Regions from separate parts of the Mus musculus genome. Here all the other regions are linked to region 1. Evidence: chromatin contacts called from public Hi-C and promoter capture Hi-C data. All regions are on one chromosome and are shown on one strand. Each heading gives the region's core, a stretch centred on a gene start, on an enhancer-like site or on the middle of the called end of the contact. The rest is flanking DNA. Distances are from core to core; before and after follow the strand shown. Region 1 holds the start of Acp5 (acid phosphatase 5, tartrate resistant). Region 2 holds the start of Rab3d (RAB3D, member RAS oncogene family). Region 3 holds the start of Epor (erythropoietin receptor). Region 4 holds the start of Rgl3 (ral guanine nucleotide dissociation stimulator-like 3).

Region 1 (3,027 bases), core at 229-2,728:
CACACACACACACACCCTAGCCATCTACAGCCGTCAGTTCCACAGACACACCAGTAGCAATTGGGCCTGCAAGGAGCTGAGGAGCTGGGAAGGTGGCCCCCACAGGCCTCTTCCACCTCGCTCCTCTGACACTTACCCTGGAGGAAGCACAGGTGGTCAGAGAGGCTGCAAGAGGCAGTTAAGCTCCTGGACCAAAAGCGGTGATCACCGAGTCTTTATTCTCTGGGGCAGAAGTGCATCATTGGGAAAGATGATGCATTTTCTCCGAGGATTGTCCAGAAGCCCTCCCCTTGGGTCATGTGAGCACTGGACTTCCCCAGAACTGGAAATGGGGCTGGGGCGGGGGCACCCAGGCCAGACTGAGCCGTGAAAAGTTTCTCGAAGCCAGCACAGTCAGCCAGGGTCTGATGGTAATGTGTACTGGGCATCTGTAGGTCCCGAGTTTGACTGTTCACTGCACTGAGGCTGTTCTAGGCTGAACGTCTGTGTTTTCACACCCTTGGCTGTCTGTAACTCGCTGTCACTTTTTCTGGGTGGGTGTCTCGACTCTAGCATGGGAACCTCAGTGGCTTGCCTGTGACATACACTCCAATTATTTTTTTTTTTTTGTTTTTGTTTTGAGACAGTGTCTCAAGAAGCCCAGGCTATCCCTAACTTCCTCCCTGGGTAGCCAAAGATGAGCCACTTCCAAGTGTTGGAATTACAGGCCTAAATAATTCCTCTGTGGCGCCCATGTAACAGCCCCCTGTCTCCTCTGTGTTTTGTAAGTCCTAGTGCAAATTGTGTATCTGGAGTCATCTAAGTGTGGGACTGTCTCCGAGTTCCCCCTCGCCATCATAAACAGCAGCAATAACTGCCTTTTCCAGGAAGTTCTGTCCACACTCTTCCATGGCCTTTCCCACACCCGGTTTCCAGCCTAAGGAACTTCCAGAAGGCACACACCACGTGGCTGGCTGTAGCCTTTTGACCTTGGCACCTACAGCAGTCAGCTGCAGGCTGTTTCGACCGCAGAGCCCAGCGCTGTGGTGGGTGTGGCCAGCTTCCCACCTCCTCCCCTCCCTCCTTAACTTCACAAGCCGCCCAATCTTTCCAGACTCCTTCCTTGAACACTCACCACCAACCCCTCCGGTCCCTGCAAGCTCGGATTCTGGAATCTCTCGTTCCGTGCTTTGCATAAAGGCTCAGAGAGGGTCAGCGACTCACCCCAGGTCACCCAGCGAAGAGTTTGCCTTGCATTCCCCACTCGCACCTCTCAGTAGAGGCGAACAGGAAGGAAGTGGGGTGGCCCCAACAGACAGAGACCCCCTCCCCCGTGGGAGGCAGAGCAAGGGCCTGGCGGGCGAGTCTCACCTTGGCGGTGGGTCCAGGACAAGCTGTGCTACCCAACTGAGCTGCGGATTCGCGGCGGGTCGCTCCGGGCTGCACGAGTTGGGAAGAGGCGGCGCGGGCCAGCCTTCGCCCACGGCTCCCTGCCTGCCCTACAGAGTCCAGAGTTGCAGAGGGCGGGTGCCTCGGTTTCCCCGCCCCAATCCTGCCTCAGCCATTACCTGGCGCCTCGCCTCCAAGGTTCAGAGTCCCAGGAGTTAAGGGAGACCCGGGACCTGATTTCAATACCACCTGCCTTCGACTTTTGGGGTGCTCACAGCCTCTGGTGGCCGCGCAGGGGAGGTCCAGCCCCGGACTGAGCCAGGCTCGGTCTCCCGGTCTTTAAAATGGGTGAGAAGATACCAGGCTGGTGGCAGGTCAGCGGTGGAGGGCTTGCTTGGCCCCAGAGCGGCTCGGGTTCCATCCCAGCAGTGGGTTTGGGGCGCGCGGGGGGGCGGAGGAGGGGATTTGACTGAGCTATCTGTGCCAGATAACAGCCACCTGTAAAACAGGCCTTCAAGATTGATCGGGAGAGAAGGAATTTAGGCAGAGAGGGACCCAGAGGGGCGGAGCAAAGCCATCCTCTTCCGCACACTGCAGGTCTTTCCTGTTATTTCAAACAAGAAATTTTGCCGGTTTGCAGGGAGGCTGGGGTGTGACTCAGTTGGTAGAGTGCGTGCCAACACGTACGAAGCCCTAGGTCACAGACGCAGGCCGGTATACACCAGGTGCGCAGTGTAACCCTGGGCCGTGGAGGTCAGAGGGTCAAGAGTTCATGATAAATCTCAGCTCCATAGCAAGTTCAAGACCTGAGACTGTCTCATTCATAAATAAATAGGTTGTCCTTAGAATTCCACAAAATAAAGCTGGGCCAGAATGGGACTCACTTCTTTAATCCCATCACTCGAGAGGCGGAAGCAGATCTCTGAGTTAAAAGGCGGCCTGATCTATATAGCAAGTTCCAGGATATCCACAGCTACACAGAGAAACCCTGTCTCTAAAACCAAAACAAAACCTAAACAGAACAACAAAGGAATCCCAAAGAATAAAGTCTGGCGATGGGCCTTCGAGATGGCTCAGAGCGGCACTTTCTGGCAAGACTTGAGAGCCTGAGTTCCATCAGGTTTCCGGAAGGAGAGCACCGGCTCCCAAAAGTTGTCCTCTGACCTCCACATCCGGGTTGTTGCCCTACCAATAATAAGTAAGTAAATAAATGTAATAAAGATTTAAAGAGTCCTGGTGTGGTAGATCATGTCTGTTAATGGCAGGAGGATTGGAGTGAGTTTGAGACAACTGGGCTAAATAGGGAGGACTGGGTCAGCCTGGGCTAAAGTGTGAGATCCTGTCTAAAAAATACACTTCCCCAAAAAATGAATTCCTGAGAAAAAGAACATAATCCCAGGGGTTGCTATCTTTCACATGCCCAGTGCACTCATAACTGTACACTGCTCCAGTGGTTATCTCTCACATAGCCCAGTGCACTCATAACTGTACACTGCTCTTGCAGAGGACCAGGTTTGGTTCCCAGGACACATGCGGGGAGGCTCACAACTGCCTGTAACTTCAGCTCCAGGTCAACTGATGCCTCTGCAGGCCTCCGAAGGCACCTGCACTTGTGTGCATATAGACTCACACAGGCACCTGCACAAGTGAAAAGAATAA
Region 2 (3,027 bases), core at 295-2,794, 210 kb before region 1:
GGGCTGGGGAGTAGAGCACTCACCTGCGTTTTCAGCCCCAGCACCCAGCAAACCAGGTGTGATGTGCACACCTGTAATTTCAGCACTACAGAGTGGAAACAGAGTACCAGGCGTTCAAAGCCATCCTGCGTTACATTGGAAGTTCCTTACCAAACTGGGGTGGGTTATATGAGAACTTGTCTCAGAAAGAAAGGAAGGGAGGAAGGAAGGAAGGAAGGAAAAAAGAAAGAGAGAGGGACAGAGAGAGAGAAAGAGAAAAAGGAAAGAAATATGGAACCTTTATAGTGGAAGGTTCAGATCTTCTCCCTTCAGGTGCAGGACCAGGTAACAGGTGAAAACTCAGGGCCAGTTGGGGCTGGGGGGCCGTGGTGGTGAGGAAGTTGCACGGGCTGCAAGCTGGACTTTGCCCAGTGCAAGCAGCTGGTATGGCCAGGTGTGTAGGTGTGTGTGTGACTGCCAGCTAGACAGAGCCCCTTCCATCAAGGCTTGGATGTTGAATTTAGCTGGTGCTTGCCTCTGGGGTGCTGTCCTGTCCTCTCCAAATCCACTGTAACCCTTTCCCTGTCTCCCAGGGTGAGGGTAATTTCTATATATATAACATAAGGTTTAAAGGCCCAGTTAGGCTCCCAAGTGGGTATCTACCATTTTATTTGTCAAAGGGGCCGGGCCTGGCTCCCTCTTGGCCAAAGCTGACTCACCCCAGCCATGGTCCACAAAGACAGGACTGAAAGTCATCAAATCCAAGAGAATTATCCTAGCCACTTAATGACTGCAAAACCCACCACCCCATATCCTCCTGTTTATATCTTCCCACACTCCAGCATTCTGTTTTATCCAAATCTAGGGTGTTCTTCCAAGCTCTCCCCCACCCCCGCCCCCACTTTGCTTTCTCCAGCTGTCTAGCTTAGAGCTGCTCTCCGAAGCCCAAGCAAAAGTATTTCTCAATGGCCTTCGGTGTTTTCTGTTTCTCTACTCCGTGCATTTCTAAGGAGAACGCAGCCAACCCCACCCTGTGTTCCGGGAGAACGGGTTTGAGGCGTCCGTCGGGCAGGGCCTCCAGGCTGGCCCCCGCCCCACCACGGCTTCTCTTCTGGGCCATCTAGGGGTCCCCTAGCCCTCAAGGTTGGCACCCGAACAGTCACTGCACTGCGTGCACCAGCAAGTGCCTCCCCCATCACCATATGGCGCCGTCGCTCGGCCCCAAGCTGGGCTTCTCGCCCACCCCGCCACCGTTCGCAGAGCTTGCCGGGTGCGGGGAACCCAGAAGAGCCAGCAGCACTGACAGGGGGTGCGGGACCCAGGCTCGCGCGGACCCCAGTTCAACCCTGTCATAGTGCACGCGCGTATCAGCGGGTTGGCAGGTGCACTCGCTCCTGGGCTCACCTCGGGTCCCGCCTTGCACACCAGGATCCGCCCACGAAGTTGCTACGGCCCCGCACAGGGCTGCGACCCTCGCCCCACAGCTGCCGGCGCTGCCAACACTGACACCCGGATCCCGCGCCGGCTCCGCCCAGGCGGAGGGGGCGAGGCCGCAGAAGACTAGGCGAGGTGAGCGGGTGGGGCCTAGAAGGGGCGGGGCGCCTTGAGAGTTGGCGCCCGGCGGTGGGCGTGGTCTTACGGGTGTGGGCGCCGCCAACGGAGCCAGGAGATGGGCGTGGCCTGTCGGAGGCTTGGACGCCACAAAAGTCCTAGCTGAGTGGGCGAGCCTTGCAGGCGGAGGTGGGGTCTGGCAGGGGCGGGGCCACCTCAAGAGGCGTCAGAGGTGGGCAGGGAGTTGAGAGGATGGGACCTGGTAGTATGGTAGGAGAGGGGTGGTAGGGATCTGGGAGTGCAAGTCTGTGGTCCTGAGCTAGAGCCCAGAGGAGCGGGAAGAGGCATTAAGTCCCATCAGAGCCTCTCTTTCCTAACTAGAGGTAGAAAACATTTTCTATGCATTCTGTGTTAACAGGAAAACCTCAGCAGCTGAGTTCTATTCCCATCTCCCCTTTCTAGGACTGTGACTCCTGACATATTTAACCTCTCTCAACCTCAATGTTTCCCTCTGTCGAGTGGTTCATAACAAGATTAGTGTAACCATAGTTTTATTCCTTTTACTTTTGGGGGCTGGAGAGATGTCTCAGCGGTTAAAATCACTTGTTCTTGTTGAGGATATGAGTTTGAGTCTCAGGACTCACATGGTGTCTAATAACTCCAGTTCCAGGAGACCTGACCCTTCTTACTTCATCAAACTGCAAGAGCCCACGTGGTGCAGACAAAACACTCATGTAAAATAAAATTTAAAATTCTAAAAATTAAAATTTTTTTGTTTGTTTTCCAGGCTTGCCTCAAACTCCTTAAGTACCAAGAGTAAATGTGAACTGATTCCCCTGGCTCCACCTCCCAAGGTCTGGGATTGAAGGTGTACAAAGCCATGCTGCTTTACACGGTGCTAGGGATGGAGCCCAAGGCTTCTTATATAGAGAGTGGTTACTCTATCTCCCCAGTGCTGGCCTGAATCCTAGGCATAATCCCCGTTCCACGTGGGAGGAGTCTGGCTCTAAAGGGTGCTAGATTCTTCTGTTCAACATGCCTAAGGGCTCTTGGAGTTAAAACATGTTTTAGAAATAAGGAAACTGGGGCTGGAGAGATGGCTCAGCAGTTAAGAGCACTGACTGTTCTTCCAGAGGTCCTGAGTTCAAATCTCAGGAACCACATGGTGGCTCACAACCATCTGTGATGGGATCTGATGCCCTCTTCTGGTGTGCCTGAAGACAGCTACAGTGTATTCATATATATAAATAAGGAAACTGAGGATCAAAGAAAAGTAGATATTTGCCAGAGTCCACACAGCAAGATTTCGAATTCAGTTGCTACTAAGCCTGATATGAGGGTTTCAGGGACCAACAGAGTAGAAGGAGAACCAATTCCCACAAGTTGTCCTCTGATCTCCACATGCAATAAACAAAAGAATAAATAAATGTAAAAAATCAAACAGAGCCGGGTGTGGTGGCACATGCCTTTAATCCTGGCACTGGGGAGGAAGAGGCA
Region 3 (3,027 bases), core at 201-2,700, 170 kb before region 1:
TTAACCTAGTCTCCAGGCCCATCCAGGAAGCTCTGCTCTACCCACCCCTCCTAAGGCCACCCAGTCCTGAGGACTCACTCGAGCTGGTATGAGAAGCTGTAGTTGAAGTCCATCCCGGAGCTCGCCGCTTCCTCCCAGAAACACACCAAGTCTTCCAAGCGTTGGGTGAAGCACAGAAGTTCTTCGGAGCCCCGGGATGCCAGCAGGGCCGCTAGAAAAGGGGATAGCCATGGCGGGGGGAGGGGGAGATCAGGGAAGCCCAGGTCTGCCTTCCACGGTGCCCTTACCCTCCCTCTTGTCGCCTGTGCAGATCCGATAATTTTAGTGCCCCGCCCTCTTCTCCAAAAGGGCCTTCGAGGGGTCTTGCAAAAGTGGCGCCTCAGAACTCCCAAGAGTAGCGACCCCGCCTGCCTTGTTCTACTCCTCCGTGCGCACGCCCACTCACCCTGCAAGTTGAGCGCTGTTCGCCCCGCCCTAGCGGGTGTGTGTGAGCGCAGAGAACTCGGCCTCCTATCGGTTCCCGCAGGCACCCGGCTGTCCCCCGATAGCGCCAACCGTGTCCCCCGCCCCCTTCCTCCTCCTAGCAAGCCGTCCAAAGGACCTAGCACCATCCGCCCGCCAAACTGAGTTTACAGTCTGCAGCGGGTCTGTTTCACAGTCTCTGGGAGCTCGATCCCCTCCCCCAGGAGAGCGGACCTAGCACTACCTTACCCTTGCCATTTCTACCATATCCCAGACTCCCTCAAAACACGAAACAGAGCCGAATGTGTTGGCTCTTGCAGGTCATCCCAGCAACTGGAGGTGGAGGCAGGAGAATCAGGAATTCAAGCTCAACCTCAATTACATAATGAGTCTGAGGGCAGCTTTGGCTACACAGACGCCGCCTCAAAACCAGAAACAGTACAGGCGAGTGACACATGCCTTTCATCCTAGCAATTCCAGGACATCCTGGAATGTCTAGCGAGATCCTGCTTCAAACAAACAAACAAACAAACAAACAAACAAACAAACCAACCAATCTTAAGCCTCTGCCCTGAGCATCACTCCAGGGCGAGGAGACTCTGAGATGCCTCATCGAGTTCAGACACCAGTTTGGCCCCTAGGACCCCATCTGGAGGTTCAGGGGACATTTAGCCCCTGGGACTCGGGCTGGGAATTCAGACCACAGCATTGCCCATGTACAGTTCTTACCTTTGCTCTCAAACTTGGGGTCCGGGAGGCTGGGTGAAGGTGCCCAGGCTGCCCCAGCAAGTAGGAGACAGAGGGGGCCTACCCGAGGCCAGAGGGGCACCCTGAGTTTGTCCATGATGCAGCCCTAGCTTCAGGAAGCTCAGGGCTCCAGCGCCCCTGTTTCGTCCCCCCCACCTCTCCTTCCCTTTCCTCTTTCCCCTTTCCCCTAGTCCACAGCTGGGTCAGCAGCAGCTGCCGGACACAGCTGACCAGGAGCTTCTAAGTGGCAGCTCCTTCCAGGGGGCGGGGCCAGCTTGCAGGCTGGGGACAGATAAGCTACAGCCACCAAGGGAACAGGGGCCTTCTTGGGCACAGCCACTGCCTAAACCAGTGTAGGGGGTGGGGCAGACAGCAGAGTTTTGTTTCGGGTGGCTTTGCTAATGTGGTCACGGACAAGTGACTTATGTTGTTTCACCGTCTAGGTCTAGTCCGGGCATCTGTGAATCCAGCCTGCTGTGCAGCCGGCAGGCCACAGATGGAAGAGAGGCTCTCGCTCCAGCCAGTATCTCTTCCCCAGCTCAGTTCAAAATAAGAATCCTAAAGACAACTAGCAACTGGGTGTGTGAGTGGAATCAGGCTGTGTAGCGTGACAGACACGTGCTATGGTGTTTTCTGTTTATGAATTACACGGATTTGGGAATATGAAATATTTACTATTTTTAAAATTACATTTGTGTGTGTGTGCATGTGTGTGCATGCACAAATGCAGCAGGATGCTTGTGGACAGCACAGAACAACTTGGGGAGTCAGCTCTCTCCTGCCTTGTGCTCCTGGTATTAAGCTGAGGTCTTCAGTATTGGCAGAAAAATCTTTGACCAGCTGAGCCAGCTCACCTGAGCCATCCGTCTCACCAGCCCTGATTGTTTTGGAGACAGTGTATCCCAAGCTGACATCAAGCTCCCTGAATAACTAAGGATGATGTTAGACTCCTGGTCCTCCTGCTTTCACTTCCTGGGTGTTGGGATGACAGGCATGCACCACCTATGTGGTGCTGGGACTGGAACCCAGAGCTTCACCTTACTGAGCAAGGGCTCTGCCAACTCTACAGCTCCAGTATTGCTTGCTTTCTTCCATGCAGGATGTCACTAAATAGCCCAGGCCGTCTTGGAACTGTGGCAATCCTCCTGACCCAAGCTTCTGAGTGCTCAGATCACAGACCTGTGCTTTCTTTCTTTTCTTTTTTTTTTTAAGACTTATTTATTTATTATATGTAAGTACACTGTAGCTGTCTTCAGACGCACCAGAAGAGGGCATCAGATCTCTGTTACAGGTGGTTGTAAGCTACCATGTGGTTGCTGGGATTTGAACTTCGGACCTTTGGAAGAGCAGTCGGGTGCTCTTACCCCTGAGCCATCTCACCAGCCCCAGACCTGTGCTTTCTATACTTAAAAATAAAAAAAACAAAGTTGAATGGCGGGTAGTGGTACAGCACTTGCCTAGCAGGTGGAAAACCCTGGGTTTATCCCCAGAACCCCCCAAATACAGAGATAGGTGGATGCATACATATACATACATAAGTACATAGTACGTACATACATACATACATGGGTAGATGCATGGATACATACATACATGAACAGACACATATATGGATATACACATATACACAGATACAAGTATGTATATGTTCACATATGCATACATGCATTGACACACCCATGGACAGATAGGTAGGCAGATAGATGAATACATACATACATTCATATATACATACATTTATGATACAGTGGTTTAAATGAGAATGGCTTTTATAGGCTCATATATTTGAATGTTTGGATCCCAGTTGGTGGACTGGGC
Region 4 (3,027 bases), core at 347-2,846, 140 kb before region 1:
TTCTTGCTGAAGTTCAGATCTTGTCCCTCTGTCCTCTTGCTGTCTACCCTGGGAAGAAAGCCTCTATCAGATGGGAACAGAGCTATAGGGCGTTAGGACCTCGGTTCTAAATTTGAGGTGTATGTGTGTGTGCGCAGGTAGATGGGGTTCTGGGGATGGGGACATGCGGGTCTCCTGAAAATGACTGACCCAGCAGGAGGTGGTGGCGGCGGCGGTGGCGGGGGTAGCAGAAAACCCAAAACGCGGGCTGTGGGTACAAAGGCCCGGTGGGTGGCCAGGAAGGCAGGCACGAAGCCAGGATCCTGCTCGCGGTCTCCGGACACCAACTCATGCACCAGCCGCTCCAGTCGGGCGGCCCTCAGCGCCCGCACCTTGCTGGTTCGGTAATGAAGGAAGGTGTCGGTAGCCGGGATGGGGGTCTGCGGGGGAGTGGGGCAGTGAATGAAATAAGGTGAGGAGCGTTCCAAGCACCTTGTTTCCAATTATACCCATCTCTGGCACTTTTTTTGGGGGGGTGTGACTGTGTCCTTTTCTGAAACTCCGAGACTCCCTAAATATACACCAATCATGCAATGCTCACATCAACCCCGCAGGACACCCCACTACTCTAGCACTTCCCTCTGTGCCCTCCTCACCCCGCCACCCCAGGCTTCAGGCAGTTTTGCAGCCAAGCTTCACTGGCCAAGCCTGAGTCCCACCCATCACCACCTGGCCGCTCCTCCGTTCTGCTTTCCTGCACCCTGCCGGTCAGTTTCGCCTTTGGGGGGAGCGCTATCACCTGGCCCCACCCCGTTTCCTGGATTCAAACCAAGTCACCTGGCCGCCCCCAGGCCCTTTCCACACACCTGGTCGCCTCTTAGCTCCGCCCTTCCTCCTGGCCCCGTAGTTCTAGGGAGGCTCACCCTCAGCTCTCCAGCTTCCCCCTCTCCTCCCAACTCCCAGGCCCCTGAGCTGAGTCCGCCCTCACTTGCTCGCCTCAGTCCCTTCCTCACCTGGCCTTCTCCAGACCTCTCTGGGGTCGAGCGCTGGCTGCGCTGCCGCCGCAGGGAGACGCTGTACACGGCGCCATCCTCGGTCTCCTCGCCCCAGTCCTGCAGCGGCGCCTGGATGTGGAGGCGGGCTCAGGGAAGTCCCTCCGGCTTCAGCCCCCTGCCTTTATGTTTGGCCCACTTTCCCGAACAGAGTATTCAAGACTCGGGGTGGGATCCCAGGTCTTCGCCACGGATACCCTTCTCCCAGGTCTTGAGTGGATGGAGTATCATTTGGGGATATCCCAGAGTCCAATGTCACAAAGAATCTGTCACCTCCTCCTGAGATTCCTCAGACCCCCGTCCCCATCCCCCAAACTAGCCGCTTCACGGGGTCAGGAACTCTGAATCCCCAAATGGGGACTCCAAGGCACATCCATTTTGCAGAAAGATTAGAAAACGAGGGGCGGTCGCCTGGAGTTTCTGAATCTGGGGGTACACTAGGGACGTGGGGTCCGAGGATCCCCAGCTTCCTCTTACCAGGGCCAGCTCTTTGCCCGCTGTCCTCTCCATGGCCCCGGTGCCCGTCCTGCTCCCTGGCGCCGCTGAGTGAAGCGGAAGGGCCAGCGGGCAGTGGGGCGGGGCAGCCGAGCGTCCAGTCGTGGGGCGGGGCTGGGCAAGGCGGTCCCACAATTCCAGAGGTCCCCAGCCGGACCCCATCCCCGCACCCAGGCTAGCCTAGAAGTCCCGTTCCTTCCCAGAAGTGCGGGTCAATCTGTCACTCAGACATATGGGTGCAGGGGACACGACAACAGGTCTGTGTCCCTGGGAGGGAAGTGCTTTATACTAGGTTGGGGTTGATCAATCCCAGGTGTCGAGGGTGTCTCCTATGTCTGGAGGAGAAGGAGGGCACACTGAATCTGTACCATAGGTGATGGAAGCCATGCCATCTCAGGCTAGAAGCCGCGAAGTGTCTGTGGCCCTGCATTTTGTGGGGGCAGCCTTTTGGGGGCGGTGCAGGGTCAAAAAGAGGTGAATACCCAGGGGGTTGTTCAGTGACCTTTATTGCGCGATTCCGAGGCGGGCACCAACCCGCCTCGAGAGATTTACTGTGGGAACTTCTGGCTCGGCCTTTTCTCTCCTCCGGGCGCTGCTGGCCTGCGGTGCTCCCTGCTTGAGCTTCCTCCAAGCCCTTGAAGGAGCCTCCGGGGCTCCCAGACACACACCACCCGTAGGTGGACCCAGAGGGTCGGAGGGCTCCCTAGAGTCCCGGAGGCATCCGATAGGACTTGACTGCGAGTCTAAGATCTGCGCAACCTATTGCGCTTCTTGCTGCGGGCTTCGATTAACTTCTGGGAACGGAGCTTGAAGGCAGCGCGGGTCACCACATCACGGTCATCATCCTCACTCTCCTCTTCATCTACAGAGAGAGGCAGGGGTGGGTGATGGGGAGGGTGAGGGACCGTTTCTTTTTCCCTTCCCAGCCTTCGCCACACCATGCACCTCCTCCTTGGCCTTGACTTAAGGCCACCTCGCGCCCCTCCCATTCATCCCCCTTTGGCCCACACTGACCAAAGAACTTGTCCTTGACACTGGCGACGGGCAGAAGGATGCGGGTGTTGTATAGGGGCAGCTTTCCTTCTAGCGTGGCCAGGAACTGCGGGGGGGGGGGGTAGGGGGAGGCCGGAGAGAGATGTGGGATGGCAGTGAGGCTCTGTTCCACCTCCGTGCACCTTACATTGAGTTTCTACCGGATTCTAGGTGGAGATCACTGCCCACCCTTCGCTGCCTGGTTTCGGAGGCCCTGCCACCTGAGATCCACCCAGTCCAGGCTTCGCTACTCTGGTTATGAAGCTCACGCCCATTCAGCACCTGTTTCCTATGTCAGTCTGCTCTCTGATTTTCGACCCTCCCTCCCCCACCCCCACCCCCACCCCCTGCCTTGGTCCCCACTGGCCGCGGAGGATGTGTGTGAACCTCTCGGTCTGCTATGTGTCGCAGCAACTCAGGCACGTCCTGGCTCTCCAGTTGGTCCTGCAGTTTCAGCAGCTTTTCCTGG

The links. Promoter capture Hi-C pulls out the DNA fragments that hold promoters and counts their contacts. A called contact is a pair of places that touch in the nucleus more often than the background predicts. Capture Hi-C pulls out chosen DNA fragments and counts their contacts.
Region 2: a Hi-C map of nephron progenitors shows a contact between it and region 1, with 3 times the contacts expected there. The contact joins the promoter of Rab3d here to the promoter of Acp5 in region 1. A contact is called at or near these places in 19 of 39 promoter capture datasets (3T3-L1-derived adipocytes, the C10 cell line, the HPC-7 cell line and 13 more), 5 of 484 Hi-C or Micro-C datasets (the G1E-ER4 cell line, cerebral cortex, epidermal suprabasal cells and 2 more), 11 of 115 datasets of contacts at active chromatin or transcription factors (bone marrow-derived macrophages, cardiomyocytes, embryonic forebrain and 7 more) and 4 of 9 other capture datasets (adipose tissue, embryonic stem cells, liver and 1 more).
Region 3: a contact with region 1 is called in a promoter capture Hi-C map of embryonic stem cells, with 4 times the contacts expected there. The contact joins the promoter of Epor here to the promoter of Acp5 in region 1. A contact is called at or near these places in 26 of 39 promoter capture datasets (the 3T3-L1 cell line, 3T3-L1-derived adipocytes, the HPC-7 cell line and 16 more), 7 of 15 datasets of contacts at CTCF or cohesin (CD8 T cells, the NIH/3T3 cell line, embryonic stem cells and 1 more), 146 of 484 Hi-C or Micro-C datasets (3T3-L1-derived adipocytes, the 63-12 cell line, the AML12 cell line and 68 more), 33 of 115 datasets of contacts at active chromatin or transcription factors (CD8 T cells, DN3 thymocytes, the NIH/3T3 cell line and 18 more) and 4 of 9 other capture datasets (adipose tissue, embryonic stem cells, liver and 1 more).
Region 4: a promoter capture Hi-C map of pancreatic islet shows a contact between it and region 1. The contact joins the promoter of Rgl3 here to the promoter of Acp5 in region 1. A contact is called at or near these places in 20 of 39 promoter capture datasets (the 3T3-L1 cell line, the HPC-7 cell line, cancer-associated fibroblasts and 11 more), 7 of 15 datasets of contacts at CTCF or cohesin (CD8 T cells, the NIH/3T3 cell line, embryonic stem cells and 1 more), 146 of 484 Hi-C or Micro-C datasets (the 4T1 cell line, the 63-12 cell line, 8-cell embryo and 74 more), 21 of 115 datasets of contacts at active chromatin or transcription factors (CD8 T cells, DN3 thymocytes, acute myeloid leukemia and 7 more) and 3 of 9 other capture datasets (adipose tissue, liver and pancreatic islet).

Annotation. Positions count from the first base shown.
Region 1 is chr9:22,130,387-22,133,413 of GRCm38.p6, forward strand. It overlaps Acp5 (acid phosphatase 5, tartrate resistant), which reads right to left and starts at 1,479. Exons shown (of 5, transcript NM_001102404.1): 1 at 1,351-1,479.
Region 2 is chr9:21,916,639-21,919,665 of GRCm38.p6, forward strand. Rab3d (RAB3D, member RAS oncogene family) reads right to left here and starts at 1,545. Exons shown (of 5, transcript NM_001324531.1): 1 at 1,384-1,545.
Region 3 is chr9:21,962,126-21,965,152 of GRCm38.p6, forward strand. Epor (erythropoietin receptor) reads right to left here and starts at 1,451. Exons shown (of 8, transcript NM_010149.3): 1 at 1,192-1,451; 2 at 79-211. The coding sequence starts at 1,306.
Region 4 is chr9:21,987,857-21,990,883 of GRCm38.p6, forward strand. Rgl3 (ral guanine nucleotide dissociation stimulator-like 3) reads right to left here and starts at 1,597. Exons shown (of 19, transcript NM_023622.4): 1 at 1,509-1,597; 2 at 993-1,103; 3 at 190-419; 4 at 1-48. The coding sequence starts at 1,541. Ccdc151 (coiled-coil domain containing 151) reads right to left here. Exons shown (of 13, transcript NM_029939.3): 11 at 2,946-3,027; 12 at 2,541-2,625; 13 at 2,015-2,388. The coding sequence ends at 2,270. It overlaps Gm36414 (a long non-coding RNA gene), which reads left to right and starts at 1,640. Exons shown (of 2, transcript XR_379185.4): 1 at 1,640-1,783; 2 at 2,730-2,852.